Regions from separate parts of the Mus musculus genome. Here region 2 is linked to region 1. Evidence: chromatin contacts called from public HiChIP or PLAC-seq data. All regions are on one chromosome and are shown on one strand. The core of a region is the stretch at or near the end of the contact, and the rest is flanking DNA. Distances in the headings are between cores, read along the strand shown. Region 1 has its middle 27 kb from the start of Gm24221. Region 2 has its middle 16 kb from the start of Cst3.

Region 1 (6,544 bases), core at 2,512-5,011:
GATTAAAAATAAAATAATACGGACTTAGTGATGATTGGAGTGACTTAAGCAAAACAAACAAACAAACAAACAAACAAACAAGAAGAGCTATATAGCTTTCTGAACAGTAGGACTGATGTGTACATGTGTACACGTTCAATTTGTTCTGTGCACTATCAAAGCTTGAGAGACCTTAGTGGCAGTTTTGGGTTCCTCTATCCCTCCTAAGGGTGGGCAGTCAATAGGCTTGTGTTGCCTTGACTAGAAGATTAAACAGCCAGAGCACCTCACCCCTAACAGCTTAAAATGACATACTGAGAACAGCAAGTATAATCCCCTTATGTTTACATGGTATGAGTGCCCTTTGAAAATCTGATTAGCTTTTTTAATTACCAGGGACCCTTTCAGCACTTAGCTGGGAAATTGCTGGATCTAATTAATACTTTCTGTGTGTCAGGAAAACACCATTTGCTTCACTATCCGTGCTCTCAGTTTTGGAGGCTTCAGAGTTCAGCACCCAAGTCGCATCTTGGCAATGTTCCCTTCTCTCTCACCATTGCTCTTCGTGCTGCTGCTGAACCATAAAGTGGACAAGAACTTTATGGATGGTCTTCCTAGGAGGGACAGATGTGCACCGAGTTTCATAAGTGCTAACTACAGTGGAAAGCTAGCACAGAAGAGACATGGGCAAGAAGAGGAGACAATCTTCAGATTGTCCCTACCAAGTGCTGTGGATGGAGGAACACTTCCCTATTTGGGACAGTGATTAAAATAAGTTATTCCCATGCTGTCTGAGAGCTGTGTGTTGCACAACTGGCAAAGAATGAGAACAAGAGCCTGGGGTTTGGGGGAGCTGGCATCTTTATTGAATGTTGTCTTGACCCTCATCTTCCACAGTGGCAGGTGTTTCATACAGACTTACTGTGTACCACTGTGAAGAGGTAGAGTCTTGACATTTAGTTCAGACAGCCAGACCCTTGGCAGTTCCTGTAAATCCAGGCAAAGAATGTCTATAGAAGCCACCTGGTGGATTGGTGAGGATGGGGCTAGGGGGCTCACTTTAGCAACTGCTTATATAGCCTTAGGGGGTCACGACTGCTTTCATACAAGACCACAAGCACCCAAACTTCCATCTCTTGGTGTTCAGATGATCAGAGCTGTGACTGGACAAAGAGCTGGAAGGCCCTGGAGAAGCCAGAGTTCAGACTGACACTCACATGTTCCTGCTTAGGGGAATACATACTCACCACTTCCATCTTCATGTGCTCTGGATCAGTGTGTGCACAGACTCTGAGATAATCAACAAGGGCTTCCTACAAATCCCATCAATCAATAATACTACTGCTACAAGTCTTTCCAGCACTGACAGGAAAAACAAGTCCTGACTCTGGGGGGTATCACAAGGACATTCTCAGTATAAAGTATTGTCAACTCGTGCATCCATGCTAATACAAAACTATCCAAATGCCTTAAAGAAGGTAAACGAGAAATCACGCCCGAGAGCCAACTTCAATGAAGCATAATTTGCAGCAGAGGGCAGCAGAAGACACCGTTTGGAAATTCAGTCTGCAACTGGGCACATCCTTCCCGTGCCACACCAGTCAGACCACACACACACACACACACACACACACACACACACACACACACACACACACACACACACATACACACACACACACACACACACACACACACACAGAGAGAGAGAGAGAGAGAGAGAGAGAGAGAGAGAGAGAGAGAGAGAGAGAGCGAGCAGATCTGTTTGCCAGGGCCTCACCCTTCTTACATGACCACTAGTCACTGGGCTGGTGAGCCACAGCTCAGGTCAGACAAGATGCTTTTCACTGGGGCCATCAGGAGGGTCGGGACAGGACTAAGGCGGAAATAGCTGGTTGGCGGCTCACTTCCCTATCCACGTGACCAGGCAGTGGAGCCCAGATGTTGTTAAGGTGGTAGGCGACCTTGGCTATTGTCCTGGTGCTAATGAGAATGCCTTGGGGTTTAGGCAGCTGCTTGTTTGGAGGAAGACAGAAAACTGTCAACCTGTGATTTCCTCCAGACCCTTAGTCCCTATAGGCAAAAGCCCCGGGTCTCCTCGCTGTGCATGGTTCAGGGGTTAGATGCCATCACCCTGACTCTTCTTAGAGTCCTCTGAAGCTGGGGTGAGTGTGTGATGACACTAACAACCGGGAGAGAAAAGACAGAGTCGGGACAAGCCTGGGAGAAAAAGCAGGCCCCATTGCAAGCACACGTCACTGCTTCTCGTTTCTAATATGTTCCATTAGCTCTCGGTATAATGTTTCCAAATGAGCCACAGCAGGGACTGTGGTACTCTTGTTTCTTCAGGGTTATTGATGAACCCTCTCTAACTTAGCTGTCCCTCTCTTTTTCTACCCCACCCCACCCCTGGTCTTTTCTTTCATTAAGAAATAATCCTATCTTCTTTTGTGACTTGAAATAACATCAATATCCTTAGACATTCATGCTTTTTTATTGCTATTATCTTTCTGTTTTTGAGACAGGACCCCACTCTGTATGTAGCTCGGGCTTGTCTTAGACTGGTAACCATTCTCCTGCTTCACCCTCCCAAGTGCAGGAGCGACCAGGCCTGACTACACCCTGTGTTTATATATTTAGCCCAACTCCTCTCCTAATCTCTCATGATTGCCTTGAAAATCATTCTGGGAAAAAAAAAGTAAATCATTCTAGAAAAATAAGACTAGGATGTTTAAGTATGTCTCAGGGTCATAGCTGATGAAGAATTCTTGTTTTTTAGGCTGGACCTAGTGAACCTTCTCTACACTGGTTAGTGTGAACTCCATCATCTTTCCCCATAACTTTTTATTGATTCCTTGTGAGTTTCACATCATGCACCCTAGCTAGTTTCACTCATCTCTCTCCCCCTGTATCTGCCCTCTGCCCTTGCAACCTCACCCCCCCCCTCCCCAGAAGAAAATAAACACTCAATCAATAAACAAACCAAAACGTCTCATTGTGGGAGCTGTAGTGTGTTGCAGTGCATCCCATAGTATAGCGTTCTATCCACACATCTTCACTTGCCAATGTTCATTGTTCAAGGCCTCTGGCTTCTGCCACACCATCAATATTGGATTCTCACTGGGTCTCCTCCCAGTTATCTCGTTGCTTCCCCTTTTGTGCACCACTAGGGTGAGCTCTTCAGCACTGCTCTGGCTAACCCACCCAAAGCAGACATCATCAGGAGGCAAGGCCATCTCACCTGTGCATCCAGAGCCAGCTCCTCCTTGCTTCCCAGTTGAAGTACCCAGGGCCTATTCTCCAAGTACTGCATGTAGTAAGGAGCTGGGCCAGCTCTCTCTCTCTTATATCCTCAGGGCTGGCTCACCCATGTCTTCACCATGAGGTCCAGCTCCTCTGTATTGCCCAGATAGAACTCCATCATCTTAATAGCTCAGGTCTTGGCTTGTCCTCTTATATGCCATACATACTCTGCCTGGACCAGATTGTTTGTCATCCCAGGATGCTAAGAGCAGAACCAGTTTCATCTCTCCTTTTATTTTCTCCAAACACCACAATTGAGTAGTTTTCCAGGCTTTTATACCTGTCCATCTATAGTCTATTATTAATAGGACATCAGGATAAGTGATCTCTTTAAAAATCTTAATCACTTGCTGTCAGGCCAGTACTTACAGCCTCTCCTGCTTCTGATTAATTCTGAATGAAGAGAAATTCCTGCAATGCCTTTCAAACCTGTCTGATCTGGGTCTTCAGTGTCAGCATCTGTGACTCTCCCTTCTACCCACTTTTGTCCACAGTGGCCTCTGTGATGCCAGGCTTACACATTCTTTCTCTACACTTGCTCATGCACTTCCCTTAAGCCATGGCTCATCTTCTCAGGGAAACATCCCAGCACATCCTTTAATTAATTCTGCCATACCCTCTCTCTCCAGCTCTGTCTTTTCTCTGTCCCACAACCTCATTGTTGGGATGATGGCCTGATCTTAGATTCTGCTTACTGGCTTCCAATTCCAGGATGTAGGTATGTTGTGGCCCATCCCTTGCTTTGTTCACTGATGTCACTGAGTCCCTAGAACAGTTACAGCACTTACAAATACTCGGCAAATCTTTTAACAGATACCGTTTAATCAATTGTCTTGTCTGTACAATGCCCTTCCTGAGATGTCTAGCTGTTTTAATCTGATTTGACCTAGATTAAAAACATCAGGGTGTGGAAAAAGAGAAGGACATTCCAATGAATTTGTACCATGGGCCATTTCATTAAAACTATTGTTCCAACCCAGATGTAGCTGTCTCTTGTGAGACTATGCCGGGGCCTAGCAAACACAGAAGTGGATGCTCACAGTCAGCTAATGGATGGATCACAGGGCTCCCAATGGAGGAGCTAGAGAAAGTACCCAAAGAGCTAAAGGAATCTGCAACCCTATAGGTGGATCAACATTATGAACTAACCAGTACCCCGGAGCTCTTGACTCTAGCTGCATATGTATCAAAAGATGGCCTAGTCGGCCATCACTGGAAAGAGAGGCCCATTGGACACGCAAACTTTATATGCCCCAGAACAGGGGAACACCAGGGCCAAAAAGGGGGAGTGGGTGGGTAGGGGAGTGGGGGTGGGTGGGTATGGGGGACTTTTGGTATAGCATTGGAAATGTAAATGAGCTAAATACCTAATTAAAAAAAATTAAAAAAAAAACTATTGTTCCAATCTGTACTCTGCCAACAGTGTATGGAAGCTGCTCGCCACCATGTTTTCTCTAGCATTTGATATTTTTGTCTTTGTGACTATAGCTATCACCATCAGTTGAGATTGTTAGTTGTGGCTCTGCGTGCATTTCCCCAATGGTAAGCATATTTTCTTTGCAGTGTTGTGGGATAGTCAGAGAACATTATATTAACGAAGTAAGCTGAACATAGAAAGAGAAATACTTCATGTTCTCATTTATTTGTGGCAGATAAATAAAACTGAATCCAGAGAAGTAGAGTGGAATAATGGTTATCAGAGGCAAGGAAGGAAGGAAGAGTTGAAAAACTCAGTGACTTGGGTGTAAAATCCAGTTAGATAGGAGGAAGAAGTTTTAGTGTATTCTACAGCAAAGTTCTACCCACACCTTACTAGTTCAGAAGAGCTGGGAGAAAGGATTTTGAATATTTGCAGCACAAGTGACAGCTGGTCGAGACAGTGGGATCCTAATTACCTGAATCTAACCCCATAGCATAAATTGTATAATTCATATGTACCTATTAAAATAATAAAGGAAATACAAAGAAAAATTGCCATGCCAAAGTGTCAGGGCTACGACCAGTGAAGACAGTGTGCACTTTTCTTTGAACAAAGACACCTTAGATGTTTTCTTCTCATTACAGTGGCAGCTCTTTGCCCTCATCATCTAATAAAAGTGATGGATTACTAATAATGTGCCTTACTTTTATCCCTTGGACTATGGAGTGGGGCAGTCTCTTTCCTAGGCAGTGCTCTGAGATGGGGTCGTGCCACTAGAACACTGTATTCTATATTATTGCCCCTGTGATTTCCATTGATCAGTATAGAAGCCAGCCACTCTGCTCAGTGTGTCTCTGATGGTTGATAGAAATAGGTGATGTCTGCAAGTCTGGGACACAAGGTAACATTCTCTTCCTTCTTGACTTCATGCCGATAGATAACTAAATGTTCCTGCTCTATGCCTCATGGGTAAGATCTATGCATCTGGAGTTCTCACCTGGTCTGCCCCACCCCAGTACCCAGAGCACACATAAGCGCGAACACACACACACACACACACACACACACACACACACGCAAACAGCCACATGATGATGAGAGTAACTCTGACACAAGGTTCTTAGGAATAAGTTCACAGTCTCATAGCCCAGATGATATGATACCTGCTGTGCATCAGAAAATCCCATTAAATGAACTAGTGGTAGCTAGTTTGGCAGCTTATAGTGGCACCAGAAATTGACTATAGACATGAACAGTTGTCTCAAAACTGACATTACAGTCTCTCCACTTTTTTTTTTAACCATCATTCTTTCTGTCTTATGAGTTAGCGGTTCCATATATTCTCTTCTTGTCAGAAGGAATTAGGAGCTCTTCTAGACTTAAACATATGGGCAGTGTGTTCATAGATAGATTTGATGCTGGAGGCTTAGGGGCTAATGCTATTTTAACTATTTTTCTCTGTAGTGAAGACTGGACCCAAAGTGCTATATAGTAAGTAGCTGCAGGGAGACAAGCTCATTTCTCCATTCACTGTGCAGTGGGAACATGCAAGTTCTCACAGTGCAGATGCATTACACATTAGTGATATGTGCACATGCTGTACATGAGAATATGTGCATGTGTGTCCATATATGTATGCACACGGTGGCTGTCTAAGTGTGGTATGTGCTTTGAGAAACAAGAGTAAAAGAATGTTTGCACTAGAGAGGCTGGGCAGGGCAGGAGACTTCTGCTTTTTTGGTTGTTTGTTTGTTTGTCTGTTTAGAGATACAGCCACTAGAGACCCAATGGGGTGGTGGTGTGAAACGTTGGCACTGTTGGCTACTTTAATAATACCATTCA
Region 2 (6,544 bases), core at 1,852-4,351, 770 kb after region 1:
GTTAATCTCATAGAAGAACAAGTGAGAAATAGCCTTGAATGCATTGGTACAGGAGACATTTTCCCAGTGAACCTGACCTATGACTTTCAAGGCAAAAGTCTTCATACTCATTCCCTGATTGATCTGACTCATGTGCTCTGGGCTGAATGAACTTCAAGGGCCTGTAGGGGTGTGTGGCTAAAAGTTCTTTGGCAAGAAGGGTTATCCCACATGAATGAAGGTCTTTCCTAAGACCCAAAACCAGATGCTGAAGAAATCTAATTCCTTTTTATCCTGTGGCTGTGAGAAACAATGAGGAAATGATTCAAGGTAGAGAAACGTAACAAGAAAAGGAAAGAGGTAGGAGGTAGGCAGAAGATGAGGTTGGGGAATCAATACATTTGGTACAGTCTACTAGTTCTCAAATTGTGGTCCAGGTCCTGTTATGTTTCCTCTTTTGGTCCTTAAACAGTCCCAAGGTAGAGGGTTGGGTGACATAGGTGTGGAAGCAGAGAGCTCTTCTCTAAACAGTTCAGACAGAAAAAGGAAGCAAATGGATTCTGTTCCTTTTTTGTGGAAATGGGAAGTGCGCCAGGACAAACACAATGCCTTTTGGAGGATCAAGGGCCTAGGTAAGGAACCCAGCAAGTGAAGAACCGTTGTGAGACCAAGACCCGCAGGCACATGACTCAGTGAATGAGAAATACCCCAACAGATCCCAGTTGGAGCCAAATTTTCTCAAAAACTGTCCGTGAGACCTTAGATTTACATGTGCTTTTCTGGGTGTTAAACAACTCTAATCCCAAACAGCTGGGAGGAAAATAATGAAACAAGACAGGATCAAGTTTTGTGTTCCTGTAACTGGCTAGGCAGAAATGAAGACAATTCGAAGAGACTATTGAAACAATGGACCCCAAAGAAATGGAGATTTCTTCCAGTAATCTCCTGCTGGGAGAAGGAAAGGCCCAGATAGATGAAAAACTTATAATTAGGAAAGAGATTTAACATAGTTCTAATATCTTGACAGACCACCCTCCAGGATGAGACTGAAGTCTAGACTGGAATAGATCAATGGTGGGCAGACCATACCTAGATTAGGACTGCTTAGATATACATATCCTTGGCCCTCTATTTAAATTTTAATCTCACTTCTGGATCTTGAAGATGTGTGTGTGTGTGTGTGTGTGTGTGTGTGTGTGCAGGGGTGGGGATAGGGAGTGGTGGTCAATGGATCTCTTTGTCCCTCTCCCACTGTGTCCAAACTGAAAAAAATCTTTTTCTGCTTTCCATTATTAATTTCACTTCCAAGAATAAGAAACAAGAAACACATTTGACCAGATGATGTATAGTGGGAATAGAGATTGTATCTGACAGAGTGTATTAAAACAAAACATTCAAGCCGCATCTGAAAACACTCCCTGGCTCATTGGAGAAGACTCGGGAGACTTTCGAAAGCTGCTTAAGCATTCTGAATTCTTAACACTTGGTCAGACTGAGTCCTAATTAACTGGCCAGGATGAATGAAAGCTTTGTCTCTTTCTGAATCTTAATTTTTCCTCTGAGGAACAAGAGAGGGTAGAATAAAGGACATCACTGTCAGCCAGCTCTCTTGTATTAAGAAGGGGCAGCAATCCCAGACTAATTGGCTTTGCTTCTTGGCTAAACATAGAAGCAGCCGCATCTATAATTGTCATAAGTGGCCTTCCCAGGGTTGCAGAAGCTGGACTGAGAACTGGTCCAGGAATCCATCAGGAACTGGCTGCATGTCCAGCTTTCTTACAGTGGCATAGGACACAGGTTTTGTTTGTCTTCTGCTTCTAATCCCACGCTAGTAGAAGTAAGCTTTTCATATCCCTCCAGGCTCTGTACATCCTCTCTAGTTAACATGGACCGAGGAGGGAGAATTCCCACACTGCTGCCCTTTTTCTGTTGATTTATCATAGTTTCTATCCAGTGTCATTCCCTTCTTCCCCTAGAACTAGAAAAAGGGCCAAACTTCCCTCTCCCCACTACTGGCAGAAGTCTAGCACTCTTCTTTTTTTGGTTCTGGCCACACAGGGCTGAACTGAGACTGGACCAGTTCCTCACCCAGTGCTTTTCCAGAAGACACAATGTAGCATATTAACTGTGTGTAGTGCCATAATTTTATATTTGTATGTAATATATGGTAATCAGATCATGGTAATTGGCTTTTCTATATCTTTAGTTATTGTGTTGAATGTGACATATTTGCAAGCTTTTGGAAGCTTAAGCTTTTCTATATCATTTAAAATGTGATATATAAATGTATACATCACATTTTGTTTATATATATGCATCTATCACCTAACTATCTAACCAATTATCCATCTATCCATATCTATCCATCCACATATATAGACATATGTGTTTAAATGTAGTCACACTATTATGCTGTAGAACATAAGATTCTATCCTTGGTATCCAACTGTATTTGCATCCTCGGTGTAACCCACCTTTACCCTTCCTTGCTGACACTTCCCAGTCTCTGTTCCCTATCCTCATCTTTACCTAGAGCCCTATGCAAGTCTGGAAACATCATCTGAACTGGGGAGTTACCACAATTAAGTTCTGAGGTGGTACTGATATAGCATCTGGGTTTCTGATGCTGACTCTGATACTGCTGGCTGCTGGACTACTCTGTGCCACAACTATGGCAGCAAGGGCTCACAAAACCAGGAAGCACTATATCCCTGCCTTAGAGGTTTGGCAGGCTTCCTGTGGAAGATTATTGGTTTCTTTGTTTTCTAACTTTTTTGTTGGTGGTGTTTAGTTTTTGTTAAAGGTCAGTGAGAAGAGCCTTCGGCTGGATTGAGTCCTTTGTACCAAACATGCATTTCCTTGGCTGTAACTGGTACTTTTAACAAGCTACTCTACTGTATACAGGACATCCCTGCATGTCATTAAGATAGCCCAAAAACAATGCATCAAAACTGGTCAGTAATGACAATTCGGAAGACTACAGTTATTTGCCATGCAGCAATCCTGGTATCATTTGGAACAATATAGCATGGGAAAACTAGCTAGTTCAGAGTAGCCCTGTAAATATTTTACTAACATTCCAATGAAGCAATCTCAATCACATAGATCATTAGCCAAGTCTAATTGTTTAGTTTTATCTCTATACTTGTTATCTATAGTTTTGTTGTTTACTTTTAGAGAGCTCTCTGTCCCTTCTGAACTGTCGTCCTTTTTGAAAAATCCTTCTACTTTCTTTTTGTGTTTGGTTTTTACCTTCTCTAACTGCTTCTCTTAAGGTTTGACTTGTCTTGCTGTCAGTGAGAGGTCCTGACTTTGGATCTAAGGTCTAGACGTATAAAACAAAGAGACGAGGATAGTCCAAAACACGGAGGGATACCATGTCCATGATTTTAGGAGGCTTGTTTGCTGTCCCCACCATGGTGACCATCTGTGCTCCACTGTAAAAAACTGGCAGAGCAACCAGCCATAGTACAAGGGCTGAAATTGGCCATCCCTGGCTGCCTGATCCTTATCTTGTACTCTGTTCCCAGACCAGGCCATACAAGACTCCCCTGGGGGTTTCTCATTGCAGTTCACTAGAATCCTTTGTCTTAAAAATCAACTCGCCTTAGGTTTAGTTCCCCGTAGACATTGTTCTGCGTACTTCTCTACCTTAAGAAAATTCCATTGTAGTCAATCCTGGTCACTCTTTTGACTTTCTCCACTGACTAAGAAGCTTCTGGAATTTTTAGTAATTTTCAGTAAAATATCATTACAGTCATCACAAATAATAAGCAGAAAGCAGCTCTGTCCCATTTGCTGTGTGATGTCTAGTGAATGGTTTGGTTCACTAGGGATTCACTAGAATGCTCGGCAGTCTAATAAATATATTCACAAGCAAGTCTAACTTACCATTGGTTATTGTGTCTGCTACAGATGGGACACACTAAGTCCCAGACAGTAACAACCAGAGCTAGAGTAGACCAGAGTTCATGCCTTTTACAAGCTACAGTGTTCTTTTTCTCCTAAAAGAAAGAGAACCCTCCCAGATAGGTCTTAGGTCTCTCGATCATTCATCAGGATTTTATTTGCAGACAGTACTTGGCATACTGATGTTAAGTTGGTTTACTGAAATGTTCCGTCTCTGTCTCTGTCTCTCTCTGTCTCTGTCTCTCTCTGTCTGTCTGTCTCTCTCTCTTTGTGTGTGTGTGTTATCTAAAGGACAGTTTATTTAACACAAGGGTGACAGATGTTGGGGGAGAAATGAGGGAGGAACAACTCTAATATAAAAGCACACAGGAAGTACCTCAAGTTAAAAACAAACAGCAGTGGAAGAAGCTATGTCTCACACATATACAAACAGCCAACCTCTCTTATTTACATCCAAACCTTACAAAATAGCATTTCAAATCAGCACTTAGGCCAGTGTTAATTAGTTTTTGTAACAAAGGATTAAAGTTACACACGTCACATTTTTAAAATTATACAAAAAACTATGTAATAGCCTCTGTAATCAGACACTGACCTTTACAAATAGGTGCCTCAATGTAAATGAAAAGGGAGATGTTACATGGACACTCATCCTGTACATTCCCTTTCCAGCTACTTATGTAGAAGTTCAGATTGCATCAGTGGAGCAAATGACCTTTGGCCAAATATGACCATATTTGCTTGATGCCCATGAGCATCACCTTTGGTTGGAACTTGAGTGATAATGAAACTTTCTTATGGAAGTGACTCATGTGAAAATGAAAAGCCATCAACACCTCTAATGCTGCAAAGTAACATAGAACTCTTCCTTTGCTTGATGAGGCTTTGAAAGGAAAAAATTAAATCTCCACAAACCCTGGTTTAATTAAAACTTTAGAAAATGCTGTAGCAGAATATGGCCTAGTTGGCCATCATTGGGAAGAGAGGCCTCTTGGTCTTGCAAACTTTATATGCCTCAGCACAGGGGAACGCCAGGGCCAAGAAGTGGGAGTGGGTGGGTAGGGGAATGTTGGGGGACTTTTGGGATAGCATTGGAAATGTAAATGAAGAAAATACCTAATTAAAAAAAAGAAAAAAAAGAAAATGATAGCTTGGCACAGAGAGAAAGCCACATAGAGTTTGTACACACATACTGACATGTCCTTACACAAATTCAGCTAGCCTGAGCCTCTACTAGGGAGGTATGACATTTTTACTTGGCCTCTTCCATATATCCTGTCTACCCCAGTTCCTTGGAATCTGTCTCCACACCTGAACTCACGTGGAAACTTGGAAAGCTCTGTTGATATTGTCATTATTATCACATAGCTGAAAAAAAAATCCCAACACAAATTTGCTTTATTTGAGTGAAGGTTTGAGATTTATATCTGTTAGGAACTAGATGGGTAGGGGCATCATGTACCCTGGTGCTTTTTAATTGGACCCAGGTGCAGGGAAGACTTGGGGCAGTTAGGATCACAGAACTACAGCAATACAAGGGAGGAGAAGGTTACAACTGGATTTGGCCTTGAAGGATCAGAACTGTGAGGAGTCTGGGTGTTCTATATAGTTATGTACCCAACATCTTTATGGCATTATTAGAGTTTAAATGATGAAAATTGGGAGCCTAGTAAGAGGTGTAGGTGTGGCTAGATAGAGAGAGTTTCTCGTTTACAGTTTTATTTTTACCTCATGTTGTTTGTTAATTGCAAACTGTGAGACTGAAATGGAACTTTGAGCGCTTCTCAGCCTCCCTTCTGTAAACTCTAAATGTGGCAACAGTACCTCTTTTTGTGTTTTTATTTCTCTGAATTCACTTTCTTTTCCAATTTTACTCCATTTTCCCAAACACTGGTCCTCCAAGGAAAGGATAAGAAAGATCAGACTAGCAATATATAGTAGCAGTGAACAATTAATGGGATCATTGCCAATGTGTGATTGTGTGCTTATGACCTTGGGTGAAGTCCACCAAGTCTCTTGATATGGATAGATATGCTTGTGAAGAAAAAGAATGGATCAGAACGCCTCCACAAGAAAATAAATGATTCAAAAGACATTCCTGCATGGGCAACGAAGTATTGCTCCACGGGTATTATCTCTGAACTCAAGGTGGAGGCCCTAGGGAAGATGCTGGTGAAAACTTGAGGAAATACAATAGCACTGCATGTTGTCAGCCAAGTGTGTGCTGATCAAGGCTGGTGTCAGTATTTTCTTCAATGTTCTGCTCATCATACTGTTCCCAGGGAGTTCTCTCAGGTCTCAGGGCAGGGCAATGAGGCTCAGGAGTTAGTAGCCTCAGTGACACTTAGGTTCCCTGTTTGGGTGTTTTGTGAACAGCCAGTTTCCCATCTAGTGTCATCAGGGGCACTCTTTCCATCAGAGCAAGTTGCTGCTGCTCACTAGGCTGTGCATCTGGGCCCAGAATACTCTAACCCTTTCCAGAGGCCTTGGTCTGCGACAAGAGGAGCTTCTTTCCCGGAGGTAAGCCCAGGTCTCCTTCAAGATGGACCTTAGTCAGTGACTGTCAGTTTGGATGGGACAGTCCAGCTTCAGATACCCTAGAATCACCTAAAACTTTACCTAACCCTGTGACACCCATGCCTCCTGTTCCCAACAT

Evidence for each region. HiChIP or PLAC-seq counts read pairs in DNA pulled down with a chosen protein or histone mark.
Region 2: a contact with region 1 is called in an H3K27ac HiChIP or PLAC-seq map of extraembryonic endoderm stem cells, with 6 times the contacts expected there. The contact joins two enhancer-like sites. A contact is called at or near these places in 1 of 39 promoter capture datasets (the C10 cell line), 3 of 15 datasets of contacts at CTCF or cohesin (large pre-B cells, pro-B cells and stem cell-derived epiblast-like cells), 12 of 484 Hi-C or Micro-C datasets (the C10 cell line, the G1E-ER4 cell line, the HPC-7 cell line and 7 more) and 2 of 115 datasets of contacts at active chromatin or transcription factors (extraembryonic endoderm stem cells and trophoblast stem cells).

What each region holds. Positions count from the first base shown.
Region 1 is chr2:148,120,825-148,127,368 of GRCm38.p6, forward strand. No RefSeq gene overlaps it. Among named protein-coding and RNA genes, the nearest start is that of Gm24221, 27 kb to the right of the region's middle. Within about 2 kb of position 3,762, at least 11 of the 459 cell types and tissues checked have an H3K27ac peak or open chromatin away from gene starts, as enhancers often do. A contact at or near this core is called in extraembryonic endoderm stem cells, where this site is marked.
Region 2 is chr2:148,888,625-148,895,168 of GRCm38.p6, forward strand. No RefSeq gene overlaps it. Among named protein-coding and RNA genes, the nearest start is that of Cst3, 16 kb to the left of the region's middle. Within about 2 kb of position 3,102, at least 79 of the 459 cell types and tissues checked have an H3K27ac peak or open chromatin away from gene starts, as enhancers often do. A contact at or near this core is called in extraembryonic endoderm stem cells, where this site is marked.